2 separate regions of the Drosophila melanogaster genome follow, and region 2 is linked to region 1. Evidence: chromatin contacts called from public HiChIP or PLAC-seq data. All regions are on one chromosome and are shown on one strand. The core of a region is the stretch at or near the end of the contact, and the rest is flanking DNA. Distances in the headings are between cores, read along the strand shown.

Region 1 (4,401 bases), core at 576-3,075:
GTGAAAGGTGTCAAAAGCATTTGCCGCTGGACTAAGTTGACCGCCCAGACACGTGCGTCTGCTTTGATGACGATGATGAGCGTCAAACTTGATGGCGGAGTCACTCTGGCCGTGACCACATGTGACTCTCTGGCCTTTGTCAACAGTTGCCTTTTAATTTCACTTCATTTATATTAAAATAAAAAACGCGCTGGTCTAATTGCTGCTGGAAAATTTGTTTGCCAAGTGTCGGGGACACACCCACAAAGTCACCCCATGAACTGTCAAAATAACCCAGCGATTGTTGACATTTGTCTCATTTCCATTTCCTTTCCCATATCCTGCAGCAACATAACTTTCTTTTTTTTTTTTGGTAGCCCGATATAATGCGTAAGTAATGTGGCGTAAAATTAAAGCTCAATATGAATTTTCTCTAATAATTCTGCATAGTACATCTTAACGAATTTCTTAACAATATTAGTTTTCAACTATATGATTTTCTTTAAGCTACTTATGTTCTTATTGATTTTATTCTCCGTTGGGAACCTTTTTTCCCTTATAATTTATTATGCTTACTTTTTGTCCTCGCCCATAACTCGACTTAAATGTGGCATAAAATGACAGCATAAATACAAATTATCCATCCCAAAAAACGGAATAAAAATAAAACACTTGCAATGCCTAATGGCATTTATTAATCCAATTGCATTTGGCCAGTAACCTTGGGGGTCCAGAGACCAACAACATAATAACATTAACGACCACCATCGACAGCGGAGAAAGGCCAAACACTTTGCAAATCTAATGAGCCTCGACGGCATAAAAAAGACTCGCTCAGACGAAATTAAAAATAAAACGACAACGGACGAGGGGCGTAGAGCCCAGAAATTGACAGACCTCGTGGGTCATGAGCCACGACCGAATTCTCGGACTCCTTGGACCCAAAAAAAGTATATATATATTTATACCCAAGACGAGGGTGTAAAATCAAGAATTAAACCGTCTTAATGGTCTGCGTCTTTATGAACTCCGCACTGTCCTCGAAGCCGGCGAAGGGATGGCTCCTGCTCCCTGGGTCCCTGACCCATTATTTCCGACTCTAGTTTGGCATGTTCCTTGGGCATTCCGGCTGCTCCGAGATTTCGCCTTCTCGCCCAGCGTCTGGTTTAGTTAATTTTCATGTAAATTAAGCAATCAAATGTTGGCCCTAATGTTGTTCAATTAACGCTTTCCCGTGTCTTTAAATTAATTTCAATTTGCTGCCATTTTTGAAATTCCTTGGGCGATCTTTGGAATCCAGGAAACATCAGTTAAAAAAAAAACAAATAAATAAGACACTATTTGCACTACAAGCTTTTGAAAAAATACAATGCAAATCCAAAATACCAAAAGTAACTTTACTTATCCATTTAGAGCTGATAATGCCTTCATTTGTATGGTAATTTGCGCGTTAATGAAGCAATTAACGCTTTTGAGACGTTTATTTCAATTGCTATTTGAACTCTGACAATCAGATACACCTCCCAGAAACTAAGAAAGCCCCCCAACCGCCCCAACCGTTTGGGGCTTCTGTTTGGCGCTGCTGCAATTAACATATTTTCGCTTGGTACTGAACCAATACGGGTATTGTAATGCCCAACCAGAGGCATAGTCAAGTCGTGGGCCCACTTATCTGAACAATCAGTTTGCCAGTTGCTGTGTGTGTGTGTGAGCCCCAAAAAGAACCTCGGGCCAAGTAAAAACAAAAAACAAAAAAATAAGAAAATGAAAAAGGCTGGGCGTGGCCGGGCTACACAGGCGCACAGTGAGCTGGAGTAAGAAATTTGCAACTGCAGAAGCCAAGTGCAGTGGCTGCCACCGGGATCCCAGCTGCTCCACCCACCTTTTGTGCCTAGCACTATGCGCCCAGCCGTTGAAGGAGGCTAACTAAAAAATTTTCGGGTATCTAGTCGGGGGATCTGAGAAGTGGGCAGAGGCATACTGCCAGTTCCCCCCCCCCCCCCTCCATCCATCCAGACTTTTTTCCACTCCAGCTGTGCCAAGTTTGCATGCCAAAAAAAAGCGGCAAACAAGTTGGCTCAATGGCTCGGGCCCACTTGATTTACAACAGTCGCCACTTGGCCAAAGTGCTGAGTTATGGGCCCGATTTTTCGTGTGTGTGGGCGTCAATTACCAGCTCATAAATTGGCATCGATTTGGTAACTATTTCCCCTGCGCCGTCGTCTAATTGTTTATTAATCAACTCATTAATTAGTTGCTTTGGCTCTGCCATTTGTTATTTCAGTGTTTTTTTTGTTTTGGTTTGTGTGTGTTGATTTGTCCGTTCGCCTCGATAATTTTAATTAATTTGCGCAAAATGTATTTTCCCATTGCATTTTCGATTAGTTTTTCTGATTTGACCATACATATTTGCACAAACAATCAACAAAATAATTAAATGCATTCAAGCATTTTTAATTGTTATTTGCGCTAATTTCGATGCTTAGGCGTTCGTCGATTGGCGGCGAGTGGGCGTGGTCGCCAGTAAACAGCCTGCATTATTCATGTGTTTATGTCGTTGTTCTACGCCTGGCCCATTTGTCCTTTGGGCTATTTGTTAAAGCCGGCTAAGTGACTTGGCGGTTTGGGGAGCAGTCAATATTAGACGATCGAGGTAATGCGGAAATATTTGACTTGGGGGAGTTATTACCCGAAATTGACGTGAAGGTTGTGAAAGGAGTTTCGCTTAGCAAGAAACTAACTGACAACTTTAAAATTTAACTGATAAGTTACTTCTTTGCCATTGTATAGGCACTATAATAAAGCTTTAAAAATTAAGCATTATAATTATAAATAAAATTAGTTAAATTTGAGTTTAAAATTAAACTAAATGTTAACACAAAATATTAAAACATAAACATATGTTTAGGCTAAAAAAAATTAAGTTATTTATGCAGTGAGACGTCCACCATATATCCATTTAAGCATTTTTTCTCAAAGTTGCACAAATATTTGATTATCTGTCTAAGCAACAATTTTCCTGGCCAAACATAGCCATTGGATTCCAGATCACTTTTTTCCAGTTTTTCCAGCACGTCGACAACACTTGGTGACAACCCAATCTAGGCAGAAATATCTCTGTTTGGATACCCCACCCGCCCAAATTGCCGACCACTCTAGATCTGCAACTGCATATTTTGTTTGACATCATTGTTGCACATGCCACGTGCTGCAGTTGCACCTGCGCCTGCAAACTTTCGCAACATTGCGGAAAAACGCCCCAAAAAGGCGGCAACATGCAACAGTGGGGAATCGCAAAAAATGCAGCCAGCTGCATGTGCGTGCATAAATTTACAGCTGCCGTTGTTTCTGTTTGGTTGTTTCGTTGTTTGCCGTTGCTGTTTGCATCCAGCAATGAAGACATGACACCGACAAAGAACGAGGACACCTCCTGCAATTGCAATATTCCACTGGCCTTCAGCTGCACTCAGAATTCAGAGAATAAGAATTACATAAAAAAATTAATTTCAATTGCGGAAATGAGAAGGAATCTCATTTATATGAGGAAATTTTGTACTTAAAGATGCTAAGTTACATAAATATGAATTTATTTTATATACTGTTTTATTTTTATTACAAGTCGAAAATATTGTTTTAATATTTATCGAATACTATTATTTAATATTCAATCTAAATATTAAGGATAATTTTTATTTAGTTGATGTTCTGCGTGTTGTAATTTTACTATCCACATAATTAACAGCAGTGTTTTGGCAACTTGGCCATACACCCAAATAAATAACTCACGACAAATGTTGCTATTGTTGCCCGTGTTGCACGGTGTTTTCCCATTGTTTGATGGACAAAGCAGCGGCAACAATTATGCGGAGCATTTGGGCAAACCGAAAAGCTGAAAAGACCAACTAATGCAAACAATAGTTGAATGTTTGCCAGCCATTTCATAGTTCGCATATATGACAGACAGCCCGAAAGGAGCAAACACTGAGGGAAATAGAATCCGGTGGACTTGGTGGTGGCATTCCAGGGGGGGGAGGGTGGTAAACATCCTGGGCGACGGCAAAAAGGATATCGCGTGCGAACAAAAAATCACCATGTAAACACACATCGCACACAAAAGGCGCGATACTGGAGAAAGCTTTCAGGACTCTCGACTAACCATTTCCCCCCGCCCGCTCGTTTACAACCCACCATGGGCAAGGGGAAAGCTACATGTGTACAATAGTCGCCTTCGGGTTGCAGGATCCTGTTGTTCCTAAACTGTTTTGTTTTATTGTGATTTTTATGCCAGTCGTTTTGTTTTGGCATTTTTGGCAAATATTAGTTCCATACTCCTGTCATCGTCCGATGGCAAATGGAATGCTATTGTGTGTCGCTTGCTTTTCTTCGGGGTTAATAGCCATAATTTCAAAAAGAGACATACCC
Region 2 (4,337 bases), core at 1,375-3,874, 74 kb after region 1:
ATCTAATTGGAACAGGTGGTTTTCGGGTGTTGTATGTGTTTTGGAATGGATAATAAGTGGTGGGGAATTTATGGGGGATCTGTTAGCCATGCGTGGTGCGTGTCCTTGACCCTCGTAACTTACCTTTCATTGTCTCCACGTCGCCGCCGTGGCTGCTGCTGTTGCTATTGTTATTGTTGTTATTATTGTTGTTGTTATTGTTACACTTGGCATCACCGCCACCGCCGCCACACGCCTCCGACTCACTGCAAGCCGATCCAGATCCACCGCCTCCGCTCCCGTTGGCATTCGGACTGCCCTTCACCGCACCGCTGCCGCCACCAAGCTGCTGCTGATAGCGGATGCGGATCTTTCGCTCGCGTCGGAAGCGCTTCTGGTAAAGCACTAAAATTGAGAGAAAAAAGAAAAAAAAAATACTTATTAAACATGATTTTAAGCGCAAGTTAAAACAATGATAGCTTATATTTCCAAAAATACTTCAAAAATACGCAAGTATCGAATTGATTGCACTTCGCAGGATTGTATTTCTAAACAGATAGATTGCTATCACTGACCCACTGATCCCTGCGAAAGCACCACCATTCTGCACAAATCATGATGCGAACATTAACACAAAATTCCTTCCACGGAAATGTCAGGAGATAGGAGAAGAAAACAGAACAACAGCAAATACTGAGCCCAAATGAGCGATAGATAGATAGATCGTGCGGCGATCTCGTACTGGTAACTGGTAATTTGATCGATTCAAACGATTCTGGGTCTCCCCGGTTTTCTGGTTCTGGCTTACGATCGGGTTTTGGGCTTTGGTTGTGGCCTCCAGTTCTCTGGCTCGTTGCCTGTGCCAATTCAAGTGCGCATCCGGCCGTGTGTGTGGGCGCAATTATGTTTATTGATCCTGACTTGCAATCATTCCAGATCGCGGGCCATAGAAAAAGTGCACAGAAACAAATGAACGAGGCGGCACAACAGCTTTGTATTTTTTTTAGGGTTTTAAAGTAATTTTCAAATTATATTAAAAAAATTTAAATAAAAACAACCTATTTCAATCTTAAGTCTGTTATCTACAAAAAAAGAAAACATCAAGCTCCTGAAACAGCAAAAGTTTCAGAAAACTTCTGTATAAAGTTTGTCCATATAGTTCAATAATTTATTTAATTTTGATATGAATTTTTCGTTAGCACAGAACATTTTTGCCAGTGCACCTGATCGACTGCACCGATGCGGATGGATGCGATGAAGCGTGGTGACAGCCGTTTTGAGGGTGGAGCCACAAAATCAACCTCAAATCAAATCCAAAATCTGTTGCTGGCATATTGAATTTCAGCGAGGATCGGCTGATGGCATTGCCCTCCATCCGCAGCACCATTCCATTCCATATTCCATGCGATGCGATTCGATTCGATTTTGCGCCATTCCAAAACGCCAGCACCCACGCTCACCCACAGCAAATGGCCAATTGTTGCCATGTTCTGGAACTCGAAAAGTGGAAACTCAAGCCCGTACATGGCTGTGATTTTTATCGCCGGCGTTATTATTAGTTGCAATTAGATGTCTATGTATGCGTGTGTGGCATTTTGCATAGTTGCATGCAATTTTTTTTTCGGTTTTCGTTTGCTGATTTATGTGCGGCATTTCCCTCCATAATTTTCCCACAAAGTAAGGGGAAAGGCGGAGATTAAGTTATGGCCGGGTCGGTCAGTCGGTGGGCAATTATAGTCTGCCCTGGTTCCCTTTGTTTTCGCATTGTAATTCTGCTGTTTTCGTTTCTTTCTTGGTTTTTTCTCTGTTTTATTTTTTTTTTTTTTGAATTTTTGGGTGGAGCTCTGGTTTTTTTGGGTGGCGGTTTTTTTTTGGGCGGCTTCTAAATTTGAGGGTTGCAAACTTTAGTAGTTGTAAGCCTAATGAATTGCGATTATTGATTACAAAGTGGCCGCCGATATATGGATCAATTTTTAAAAAGTGCAATTGAAAAATTACTGAGTAAAATAGTTTTTGATTGGAACATTACATGAAATTACTTCAAACTAGTTAATTTTCCAATTTGCAAATCGAAAATTTTTCTTAAAGCCATAGTTATTATTTTTGTGTAGAACAACACATTATCAAATACCCTTTTCAATTCATATAAAGCTTCTTTAAGTTTTATGTTTGGTTAATTGGTTGAGTGGATTCTGTTTTCAGAACTTTTCTCTCAATTAGGCTTAGTTCTTTACCATCGCTGCCTTTTCGAAAGGTAATCAACCCTTAACCCCTGACAACCCTTTTAAGGTCTTTTCAAGAAGTCATCACAAGGAAACGCCAGAAGAACAACCAATTAAAGGATTTCTGTATGTGCAACTCGGATTCCACTTCCCAATCCCCATTCTCAACTCCAATTCGCTCCACATTTTTGTTTAGCTACTTTTTGCCAATCATTCGAGTGTAACTAAATAATGAAATGATATTAAATTCATTTGAATTGTGATTTCTGTTGAAAAAGGCCAAGAGACAGAACGGCAGCCTGAGCCCTAAAACCCTTTATATTTTTTTTTCTTTTTAGCCCGCAACCTGGCGACGACCACCAGAGTGGAGGGGTTAAGGGGGCCAACGAGGGGTTAAGAGGGGGGCATTCGCAGACAGTCGGCATATCAGGTGTCATTGTCATTTGAGTCAGATTGCATTAAGTGCGCCCGATTGGAGTCGGAATCGGCATAGGACGAGCGAAGGAGCTGGCCGTGATGTGAGTATGAATCTGAATCTGGAGCTAAATGTGGACATGGATGCGAATGTGGCGCACTGTCAGGACCGATTTGCTGCACCAACTGTGGATGGATCGCCACTCACAGTGAAATGACGCTAATGTGAACCGGTTTGCGGTTCAAGAAGATTTGAAGACGCAACTAGAAGATATCTATCAGAAATGGGAATACATATTCTAAAGCTTAGGGGGCGGAATTTTCATGAGTCTTATATAATTAATTAATTATATTAATTTATTTACTCACCTCTCAGTTTACGTTCATCAACCAGCTGGCGTTCCAACGAATCTTTCACTTCGCGTTCTCTTAAAACATCCATCTTGAGCTCAGCTAAAAGTATATTTGAACGGAGATTTTAAAAATTAGTAATGCTGGAAATTAAATCATTACTTTAAAAAACAAACTGCAATTTAAACTCGAAACATTTTTAATAATATACGTTTTCATGCAGTCATATATACTTTTTATCAAATGGAACTCCTACTAATATATATCTAGACTTCAAATCAAAGACTCACCCTTTTCGTAGCTGATTTGCCGCTCCTGCTGCCTGGCATTATCGGCGGCCACCTTGAGCAGGCTCTGAATATTCCTGAGCAGCGTTTCCGTGGAGCTGGCTGGCACGGCGGCATGGGCATCGATGCCCAAGGGGCCCAGGGCCAGACCTCCGGCCAGGGCGGCCGCATCGTTGGCGGCCAGGAGCGCCTCGTTGGGGGTGAGGGCACCACCGCCGCCGGTGGGCCCATTGGCCACCGCACCACCACCCACTGCCGCCCCGTTTGCCACAGCTGCAGCTGCGGCCAATTGGGAGTAGTTCAAGGCTCTTTGGTGCTGAAGCGCGGCTGCCGCTGCCTCCGCCGATGAGGGGGAGCCCCGCTGGTGTGGAGGCACCACACCCAGATGGGACAGACCCACCGTCTGGTGGTGGTGCGAGGCGGCATGCTGGTGGAGCTGGTGTGCGGCCGCTGCCGCTGCAGCCGCTGCAGCGGCCGCTGAGCCCGTGGACAGATTATCACGTTCCGTGTCACTCAAATCTGTCAGAAAAGACACGAATTCCGAACGAAGTCAGTCAGAAAATGTCACATTTATCGTTTATCGCTCACATTGTGCACTGCTGCTTATCGCACAAGTGGGATCGGATCAATGTAAAGTCCACTCACCTTCGTCATCTTTGGCCAGGCAGCGTTCATCGACTTCGGATTGGTTCTCGTCGCTCAGGTTCTCCTCTTCCTCCTCATCGTCCTCGACGCCGATTATGCCGCCGCCCACATGGGAGGCAACGCCACCTCCGACGCCACTGCGACTGCCCTCGTCCAGGCTGCGGGAGCCCCCTCTTGCCGGTGATCCTGCCACCGAGTGGCAATCGCTGCGCTCACTGCCCGCGTCACAGTTGCTTCCGCCATGGTCTGTGTTTCCGCCGGACTTGCTAAGATTCAGCACCGGACTCTGACGCGTGGGAGAGCCTGAAAAAAAGGGAATTAAAAAACATAAAACCTTATTTGAAAACTCGTGTATAAGACTGGTGTATTGTTTCTAGTTTGCTAGTATGTTAATTTAAATTATCTTGTAGATTACAATGCTTCTACTTACAATTCCTGG

What was found. HiChIP or PLAC-seq counts read pairs in DNA pulled down with a chosen protein or histone mark.
Region 2: a contact with region 1 is called in an H3K27ac HiChIP or PLAC-seq map of the Kc167 cell line, with 4 times the contacts expected there. The contact joins two enhancer-like sites. A contact is called at or near these places in 1 of 1 datasets of contacts at CTCF or cohesin (the Kc167 cell line), 25 of 107 Hi-C or Micro-C datasets (the Clone 8 cell line, the Kc167 cell line, the ML-DmBG3-c2 cell line and 10 more) and 2 of 6 datasets of contacts at active chromatin or transcription factors (both in the Kc167 cell line).

What each region holds. Positions count from the first base shown.
Region 1 is chr2L:16,395,731-16,400,131 of dm6, forward strand. No RefSeq gene overlaps it. Among named protein-coding and RNA genes, the nearest start is that of jhamt, 32 kb to the left of the region's middle. Within about 2 kb of position 1,826, at least 7 of the 39 cell types and tissues checked have an H3K27ac peak or open chromatin away from gene starts, as enhancers often do.
Region 2 is chr2L:16,468,872-16,473,208 of dm6, forward strand. It overlaps dac (dachshund), which reads right to left. Exons shown (of 12, transcript NM_165162.3): 5 at 4,329-4,337; 6 at 3,899-4,201; 7 at 3,257-3,772; 8 at 2,985-3,068; 9 at 124-384. Among named protein-coding and RNA genes, the nearest start is that of dac, 15 kb to the right of the region's middle. Within about 2 kb of position 2,625, at least 11 of the 39 cell types and tissues checked have an H3K27ac peak or open chromatin away from gene starts, as enhancers often do.